Linked DNA regions of Anser cygnoides: region 1 is linked to region 2. A link is a contact called in public Hi-C data. All regions are on one chromosome and are shown on one strand. Each heading gives the region's core, a stretch centred on a gene start, on an enhancer-like site or on the middle of the called end of the contact. The rest is flanking DNA. Distances are from core to core; before and after follow the strand shown. Region 1 holds the start of MTBP (MDM2 binding protein). Region 2 holds the start of DSCC1 (DNA replication and sister chromatid cohesion 1).

What was found. A called contact is a pair of places that touch in the nucleus more often than the background predicts.
Region 1: a contact with region 2 is called in a Hi-C map of liver, with 1.7 times the contacts expected there. The contact joins the promoter of MTBP here to the promoter of DSCC1 in region 2. A contact is called at or near these places in 2 of 7 Hi-C or Micro-C datasets (granulosa cells and liver).

The regions. Positions count from the first base shown.
Region 1 is chr2:150,240,862-150,245,020 of Taihu_goose_T2T_genome, reverse strand. It overlaps MTBP (MDM2 binding protein), which reads right to left and starts at 1,936. Exons shown (of 22, transcript XM_048048879.2): 1 at 1,791-1,936; 2 at 345-425. The coding sequence starts at 1,860. MRPL13 (mitochondrial ribosomal protein L13) reads left to right here and starts at 1,918. Exons shown (of 7, transcript XM_048048899.2): 1 at 1,918-2,058. The coding sequence starts at 2,032.
Region 2 is chr2:149,966,916-149,971,275 of Taihu_goose_T2T_genome, reverse strand. DSCC1 (DNA replication and sister chromatid cohesion 1) reads left to right here and starts at 2,464. Exons shown (of 9, transcript XM_066990700.1): 1 at 2,464-2,751; 2 at 4,237-4,360. The coding sequence starts at 2,579.

The DNA of each region.
Region 1 (4,159 bases), core at 687-3,186, 270 kb before region 2:
CACTGAAAAAATTAGAAGAGAGAACAGGAGTAACAAAAATTGTAGGCATGAAAATATCAAGCTTCCCACTGACATGAGAAACAAGCCCTTTTCTGCTCTCAGTCGCTCTTAAAATAGATTGAAATTTGTCAGCCTTTCAAAACACTTGTCTTTCATTTCCAGTGCCCAGTATATTTAATCATCTGCTAACAACTGAGCTGCTGAAGTAAAATCAGTTCTCCATAGAAACGGTAGCAAGAGCAAGAGAAACTGGATTTTCTCAAGTTTCTGATTGGTTTCATGCAGACAATAAATTTGCCTATGCCAATTCCTTGATAACATTTGGAATATATTACTATACTTACCTGGAAAAGTCCTTGCATCTGCATTTATAGATGAATTACAGTTTTCTTTCAGAAGTTTATATATATTTGCAGCAGTCACAGCTGGAAAAAAAAAGTTTTTCTTAAATTTGCTGACTTTCGGAAGTTAAGTCTTGCTTATTACAAATGCAGTTTAAAGTTCAGTTTAACGTTAAAAGTTTAGTTTTAAAAAAGGTGTCAAGTACAGATTTACAGGAGTTTAAAAAGACTAATTTTATAAAGTTCTAGTTAAACTACTGGGTATATAGATTTACAGGCTGGAGAAACGGGCTGACAAGAACCTCATGAGGTTCAGCAAGAAGTGCGAAGTCCTACACCCAGGGAGGAACAACCCCGGACACCTGTACATGCTGGGGGCAGAAAAGGTCCTGAGGGTCTTGGTGGACACTGTGTTGACCATGAGCCAGCAGCGTGCCTTTGCAGCTAAGAACGCTAATGGTATTCTTGGTTGCGCTAGGCAAGTATCATCAGCAAGTCAAGAGAGGTGATCAGCATTGGTGAGGTTGCACCAGGACTGCTGTGACCAGATCAGTGCTCCCCAGTACAACAGAGACCTGGACATGCTGGGAAAAATCCAGCGGAGGAGCACAAAGATGATCAGGGGACTAGAGCACCTCTTCTACAAGGAAAGGCTGAGACAGCTGGGACCATTCAACCTAGAGAAGAAAAGGCTATGGGAAGATCTTATCACCATATATCAGTAGCTGAAGGCAGGGTGCAAAGAGGACAGACTCAGGCTCTTTTCAGTGGTGCCCAGTGCCAGGACAAGAGGCATTGGGCATGAACTGGAACACCGGAGGTTCCTCTGAACATCAGGAAGCACTTCTGTGCTGTGCAGGTGACCAAGCACTGACACAGGTTGCTCAGAGAGGCAGTGGTGTCTCCACCTTAGTGATCTTCAAAAGCCACCTGGACGTGGACCTGGGCACCTTGCTCTGGGTGTCCCTGCTTGAGCTGGGGTGGGACCAGATGGACCCCAGAGGGCCCTGCCAGCCTCAACCCTCCTGTGATATCTCTGAAATCTTCTAGTTAGCTAACATCAGCGTTGTAACAAAACTCAAATAATCTAAGTTTCTGAAGGCTTAATTCATTAAAGTCTTCTGTTCTGAAAGATTTTTATCAAGGTAATAATCCTGAAAACCCACCTGCGCACAGACCCCAGACCAAAAAACATAAAGAAAAAGCCTTCGAGAACAACCCCAGAGACGTTTGAGGCAGGGGCATCGATTAACCGGGTGAAAGCACAAGAACTCAAGGATCACATCTCTAGGAGACACAGTCCACCTACGTGCCCTAGGAAAGCCACACCGCGGGTAATTCCCGGTCTCCAGCCCTCACGGCGGCGGCTCCCGCTTCGTGCCGTGCCCCGCGTCCCCCCCTCCTCGGCGGCAGCCCCTCTTCAGCATCGCCCCCCCGATGCAGCGATACCTGCTCCGGGCTCCCCACCGCCCTCAGCCCTGCGCTCTCCCCAGCTGAGGAGCAGCACGTAGCGGTCCATGGCCGGCCGAGGACGGGCAGGGAGAGGGAGACGGAGCCGCCACCACCATCAGGGCTCCGAGCAGCCCGCGCTACCCGCCCCTGCACCGCCCCTCGCAGGGCGACGTTTCCGCTTCCCGGGGCGGCCGCCGCCGATGGGCTCCGCTTCCCTTCCCCTTGAGCCGCAGCGGCCATGGCCAGTTACACCAAGGCTGCCCAGGTGAGCGCGGGGCTGGCCCTTTGGGCGAGGGGATACCGCGGTGGGCGCTGTCCTCCGTGTCACGGCGGGCTGCTGGCGGCCGCCATTTTGTGAGGGTGAGGGGGTGCCATGGCCGGGCACTGCTCTGCTGCCCCGCGGCCGGCCCCTCGTCGTGGTTGATGCTGGAGGGAACAGGCAGTGCCCGCTGTGGGACTGCTGGGGAAGGAAAGGGGGCTGAGAGGGAAAAGGCTGCCCGCTGAAGGCGGCTAGGGTTGTTAGTAGGCACAGAAGCGTATTTAGGTGTTTCTCAGGCAGCCCAGAGACGCTGTGGGTACCCTATCCCTGGAGGTGTTCAAGACCAGGCTGGATGGGGCTTTGGGCAGCCTGGGCTGGGGGGAGGTGTCCCTGCCCATGGCAGGGGAGTTGGAACTGGGTGGGCTTTAAGGTCCCTTCAGTCCCAAACCATTCGATGAACCACTTCAAGCAGCAAGTGCAGCACAGGAGGTCTTAAAGACTCAGGAACAGTCTGTCCCCGTATGATGAGCCGGTGGGGAAGAAGACCGGCATAGCTGAACAGGGAACTTTTGCTGTGTGTCTGGGAGAAAAAAAAAGAGTTTATGTCTGGTGGAAGAAGGGGCAGACAACTCAGGTAGGGTACAAGGCAGTTGCCAGCATATGCAGAGAATAAAAAATCAGGAAGTCCAAAGCCCAGCACGAGCTCAACCTGGCCACTATGGTCAAGGATAACAAAAAATGCTTTTATAAATATATTAATGGCAAGAGGAGGGCCAAGGAGAATCTCCATCCTTTACTGAACGCAGGGGGGAACGTGACTACTGAGGATAAGGAAAAGGCTGAGGTTCTCAATGCCTTCTTTGCATCTGTCTTTACTAGCCAGAGCACTTATCCTCGGGGTATTCAGCCTCCCAACCTGGAAGTCTGGGATGGAGAGCAGATCTCCCCCGCTGACTCCCCCCAGTTCACGTGGAAGCAGTTAGAGACCTGCTGCTCCACCTGGACTGTCACAGGTCCATAGGGCCAGATGGCATCCACCCGAGGGTGCTGAGGGAGCTGGCGGACGTGATTGCTGGGCCGCTTTCCATCATCTATCAGCGGTCATGGTCATCCAGAGAGGTTCTGTATGACTGGAGATGTGCTAATGTGACACCCATCTATAAGAAGGGTCGTAAGGAGAGCCCGGGGAACTACAGGCTTGTCAGCCTGACCTCGGTGCCAGGAAAGGTGATGGAACAGGTCATCTTGAGTGCAATCGTGTAATGTATGCGGGACAAATGGGGGATCAGGCTCAGTCAGCATGGATTCCTGAAAGGCAAGTCCCGCCTGACCAACCTCATCTCCTTCTATGACCGGGTGACCCGCCCAGTGGATGTGGGAAGGCTGTTGACGTAGTCTACCTAGACTTCAGCAAGGTCTTTGACACAGTCTCCCGTAGTATTCTCCTAGAGAAGCTGGCAGCCCATGGCTTGGACAGGTACACGCTTTGCTGGGTTAAAAACTGGCGGGATGGCTGGGCCCAGAGAGTGGTGGTGAACGGAGTGAAATCCAGCTGGCAACTGGTCACCAGTGGTGTTCCCCTGGGGTCGGTGTTGGGGCCCATCCTCTTTAATATTTTTATTGATGATTTGGATGAGGAGATTGAGCGCACCCTCAGTAAGTCTGCAGGTGACACCAAGCTGGGGGGAAGTGTTGACCGGCCGGAGGGTAGGAAGGCCCTGCAGAGGGACCTGGACAGGATGGGTCGTTGGGCAGAGGCCAGTGGGATGAGGTTCAGCATGGCTAAGTGCTGGGTCCTGCACTTTGGTTACAACAACCCCATGCAATGCTACAATTATAGGACTAGAGGTAATGGCCTCAAGTTGCACCAGGGGAGGTTCAGGTTGGAAATGAGGAGATATTTCTTCTCAGAAAGAGCAGTTGGGCATTGGAACGGGTTGCCCAGGGAAGTGGTAGTGTCACCATCCCTGGGGTTGCTTAAGGCAAGGCTGGATGTGGTGCTTAGGGACATGGTTTAGTGTGTGACATTGGTGGTAGGGGGATAGTTGGACCAGGTGGTCTTGGAGGTCTTTTACAACCCTGATGATTCTATGATTCTATGATACAA
Region 2 (4,360 bases), core at 1,215-3,714:
CAAAGCTAATGTTGCTTGGTACTTGACTTACAAGCAGGACACATTCCTGCCTCCCCTCCCCAGCCCTGCTGAGGACGCAGGCTGGTCAGCACTTCAGTTCTACTTCTCACTCTGAGACCTGCCACAAGAGGCGTACCTCTGGGCTGTACACTCGCAGCAGTTACTTAAAGCCTCAGCTGTGCACTCGCAGCAGTTACTTAAAGCCTCAGCTGTGCACTGTTGGGGGACTGATGTGAACTGGTGATCAGTAAAGGTAGTGATGATAGGTGAATTAATAGCTTCCTCAACTCTTCCATTCTGCTACAGGTGAGTCTCACCTCTGCTTGTAATATCATAATCATAAAATCATTAAGGTTGGGAAAGACCTTCAAGATCATCTGGCCATATGTTCCATGCTCCTGGATCTTGACAGTTTCAGCTCACCATAACACCTCAAACTGAAAATAGCACTCATTTAAGCTGCAGCAACTCCAGAGCAAGTCAATAATCCCACAGGACTGTTATAAAATAATTTCAGGATCCTACCAAGCTCCCTTAGCATAATGTGCATTTTCTTATCAATTGACAGCAACATTGACTGTTCAGTGTCTCCTCATTCTCTCTGCAATCCACATTCATTAGCTGATTCATCTTTGTTTCAAGAAATGAACTTTAGGAGTTCAAACTTAAAAAAAAAAATGTTTGTAATTCAAATATGCAAACTCCATAAATTTGTATGTTAGATTCAGTTCCTTGATTTCTCTTGAATCTTTATTATTATTATTATTATTATTATTATTATTATTATTCCACAGAGTGGAAAGTAAAAAGAAGAAGAAATGGGCATGCAAGTTAATTGAAAAAATTACACAGATTAAGGTATAAATTAAAACCAACTTAACTGAACAGCTATTTAAACAGTTAGTGACTGTGTGAGCATTTACGTGGTAGAACAGTGATTTTCTGGTTTAGCTTAGAGGTGTGTAAGAACAGACTTATACTGAAGCAAGATGTAATGGGGGAGATTTAGATTAGAGGTTTGGAGGAAATTCTTCAATCAGAGGGTGGTGAGGCACTAGACCAGGTTGCCCAGAGAGGTTGTGGATGCCCCATCCCTGGAGGTGTTCAAGACCAGGTTGGATGAGGCCCTGAGCAACCTGATCCAGTGGGTGGCATCCCTGCCCCTGGCAGGGGGTTGGAACTGGGTGGTCTTTGAGGTCCCTTCCAACCCAAACCATTCTGTGATTCTATGAAACTGAAGTAAGACTGTACACATACCAGCTTGCACCTACGCATTACTAGAAACCAACGTAAGCTAAAGTGCCTCAGGTTTTATATGTACACAATGACTTGACTACCATGGTCCCCTGAAATATAGCATGAAAATATGATAGATGGCTGAGTTTGTGAATGAGCAACAATGCTGGTGATAGAGGTAGCTCCCTCGCTATTTCAGTGCAAGTTTTCTCCAAGCCCAATTCCCTGGCACTACTCAAGCAAGGGACCTTCTGAAGGCAGACAATGTCCAACTCTGTCACGTGTAGCAGTCATTAATACCTGCCAGCTGTGTACCCAACCTATTTGCTCTCTCCCATTGTCTGGGTCATTTGGTTCAGAATTTTTCTGAGCAAAGCGAGTCTCTGCAGGCAGAAACATGCAAAGTAGGAGTACACAGGATTACAAAGGAGTACAATTTCCAGCTGAATGTGAGGGGGCAGTTCTTCACTGGGAGGGTGACAGAGCACTGGAACGACTGCCCAGTGAGGTTGTGGAGTCTCCTTCTCTGGAGATATCCCAAACCTGCCTGGATGCCATCCTGTACAACGTGCTCTAGGCGATCCTGCTCGGCAGGGGGGTTCGACCAGATGATCTTCAGAGGTCCCTGCCAACCTCGGCCATTCTGTGATTCTGTGAAGCAGTCAGTTAGCTAATGGACACAATGCCAGTGAGGAGAGGCACACTGCCAGGCCCAGCGTTAACATGCCCTGCAGCAACACCTCACTGAGCCCAGAAGGACCAGGCGGAGACGTGTCAGCCTCTGCTGCTCCACAGAGAGGACCGGTTCCCAGTGTTGGTGAACAGCTGTCTCCTGACCCTTTTTTTTTTTTTTTCTTACACTTTAAGGTTTTTCTTCGTGCTACATGAAACACAGCTGGACCTTAAATCACAAGGGTTACACGAGCTGAACTTGGCGTGTCATGGTCTTCCCTGAGGGACAACTTGGCCACAGGAGAACTGGGTGCTTGCCCTCAGCAAGCTACCAGACCCCACAGCATGAGGGAAGGAGCACGAGTGGGTGACAACGAGCCACGGGGCAGCTGCTCCCCCACAGAATCGAGCCTTCCCTCGGACACTGTGGTAAAATAGGACATTTTATGCATTTTTATGACATTTTATAGGCATAGAGAGAGATTTTATTGCAACCAGTCAGGATACTGGGTGGGTTGAGGTGACTTCCCTTCAGACCCGCCCGCCCCGCCGATCGCTCCGGACGCAGTTCAGCCACAACCACAGCATCAAACCACCGGGCGCACGGCGCCGGCTGCTTCCCGCCTCTCGCCGCTGCGAGCGCGGGCGGGCGGGCGGGCGGGCGGCCGCCATGCGGAGCCGGGAGGAGGTGGAGGCAACGCTGCGCACCGCCAAGCTGAGCCCCGCCGAGCTGCTGCCGGCCGCGCAGTGCCTCAGCTTCGGGCCGGGGGCGGCCGGCGCCGGGGAGTGCTGCCTGCTGCAGCTGGAGCCCGGCCTCTGCGCCCAGCTGGAGGCCGGGGCCAGGTACCGCTTCCCCCTGGAACGAGTGGGGTTGGGGGGGGGGGGAGGCAAGGGGGGGAAAGTAAGCTGCGTTCTGCCCCTGGGCTGCCTCCGGTCCGGTCAGGGTAGCTGCTTTAGTAATAGAAATAACAAATGTTTCCTAAATCTTCTGAGTCTTTCGTTGGGGAGTGTTTGCACCTTTTGTTTTTTTTCTTTCCATGTGGAAAAAGTAGGCTTAGGGAAGAAATGTTGCTGAGATTTTAGCTGGAACATTGAAGGGATTCCTGCCAGGCGTCCTAAGGCAGACACCTAGAAATTTGGAAATCCTAAAAAGAGTCCTGCAGACTTTGAGATCTTCTTGCTGGAGCTTGAGGTTGGGCTGAGGTGGCAGAGCGCCTCAGAACCCCACAAACAAGCCAGTGAGGGAAGCTTTGGCAAACGTTGGGGTGGTTTTGTGACATCCTCTACCTCGGCACTAACACCAGAGAATTAAGTTTTTGAGATGGTTTTAAAATGTCTTCATTTATCAACTGCAACGCTAGCCATATAGTAAAAATGTTTTAGATGATACAACGTTAGAGCTCCCCCTAAAGAAAAAGGTCCTCAGAGATGCCCGTCAGTGAGGCTGTCGGTGCTGGGTGGACAATGGCTGGGGTGCCAGTGGTTGGGGGACCACTCGGGGCATAGCTGGGCTTTGTTCACACATGCAAGCTTTGGGAATCAAAATTAGCAGATTGATTAAATTGAAACTGAGCACTTAATTAACTGAGCACTTAAAATCAGTGTAGCCTAGGTGAGCTGTGGCCCTGCTTTGGTATTATCATGCCCTTGCTAAGAATCTCCATGTAGTCAAGTATGTGAGCTGAAGAAGGGGATTTTTAGATTCTTTATCTGGAAATTTTATAGAAGTCTATTTGTTGTTGTTGTTGTTCTGTTGTTGGTTTTTTCTTTGTGTGTATGTGTTCTGTTTTTCTTTGTGTGTGTTTGCTGCCTGGAATGAGTTGCAAGAAAATATGTAAGTTTGTCTGAGGGAATTATCTGAAGGACGCTGCCCAACAGACAACTTCTACTTGCTTTTTGTTTCACAATGGGCTAATCTTTGTCCTCAGTAAGGAGCAGATCTAGCTATAATCTGTTTTCTGAGGTTAGTGAGCTGGCTCAGTTGTTAAGCATTACTAACTCAATGATTCGGGGATTTTGTGTGAATAGGCAGGTGAGGAGGTTAGGCTGTGGTCTGCGTAAAAGCCTTGAATACCTGTCTTTCAGAGTGGGAAAACTCAAAAAAGGAGAGGTAAAGACATAGTGTTAAGATATTTTAGATAAAATGACAATTACAACTTTACGTTTTGGTATATTGTGACTGCTGCTACCAAATAGAAATGTAGTTTATAATGGCTTTACCAATGTTTAAATATAAAGAAAAAAAATCACGTGTTTAATAGGTGTTCATCCAGAAACAGAGGTAAAAATACATCTTTATTTTTTTTGTGCTTTTTTTTTTTTTTTTAGCCTGGTAATCCGTGGTGAAAAGGATGAACAAGCAGTGTTGTGCAGCAAAGATAAAACTTACGACATGAAAATAGCAGATACCTCAAATATGCTGCTGTTTATTCCTGGTTGCAAAACTCCAGAA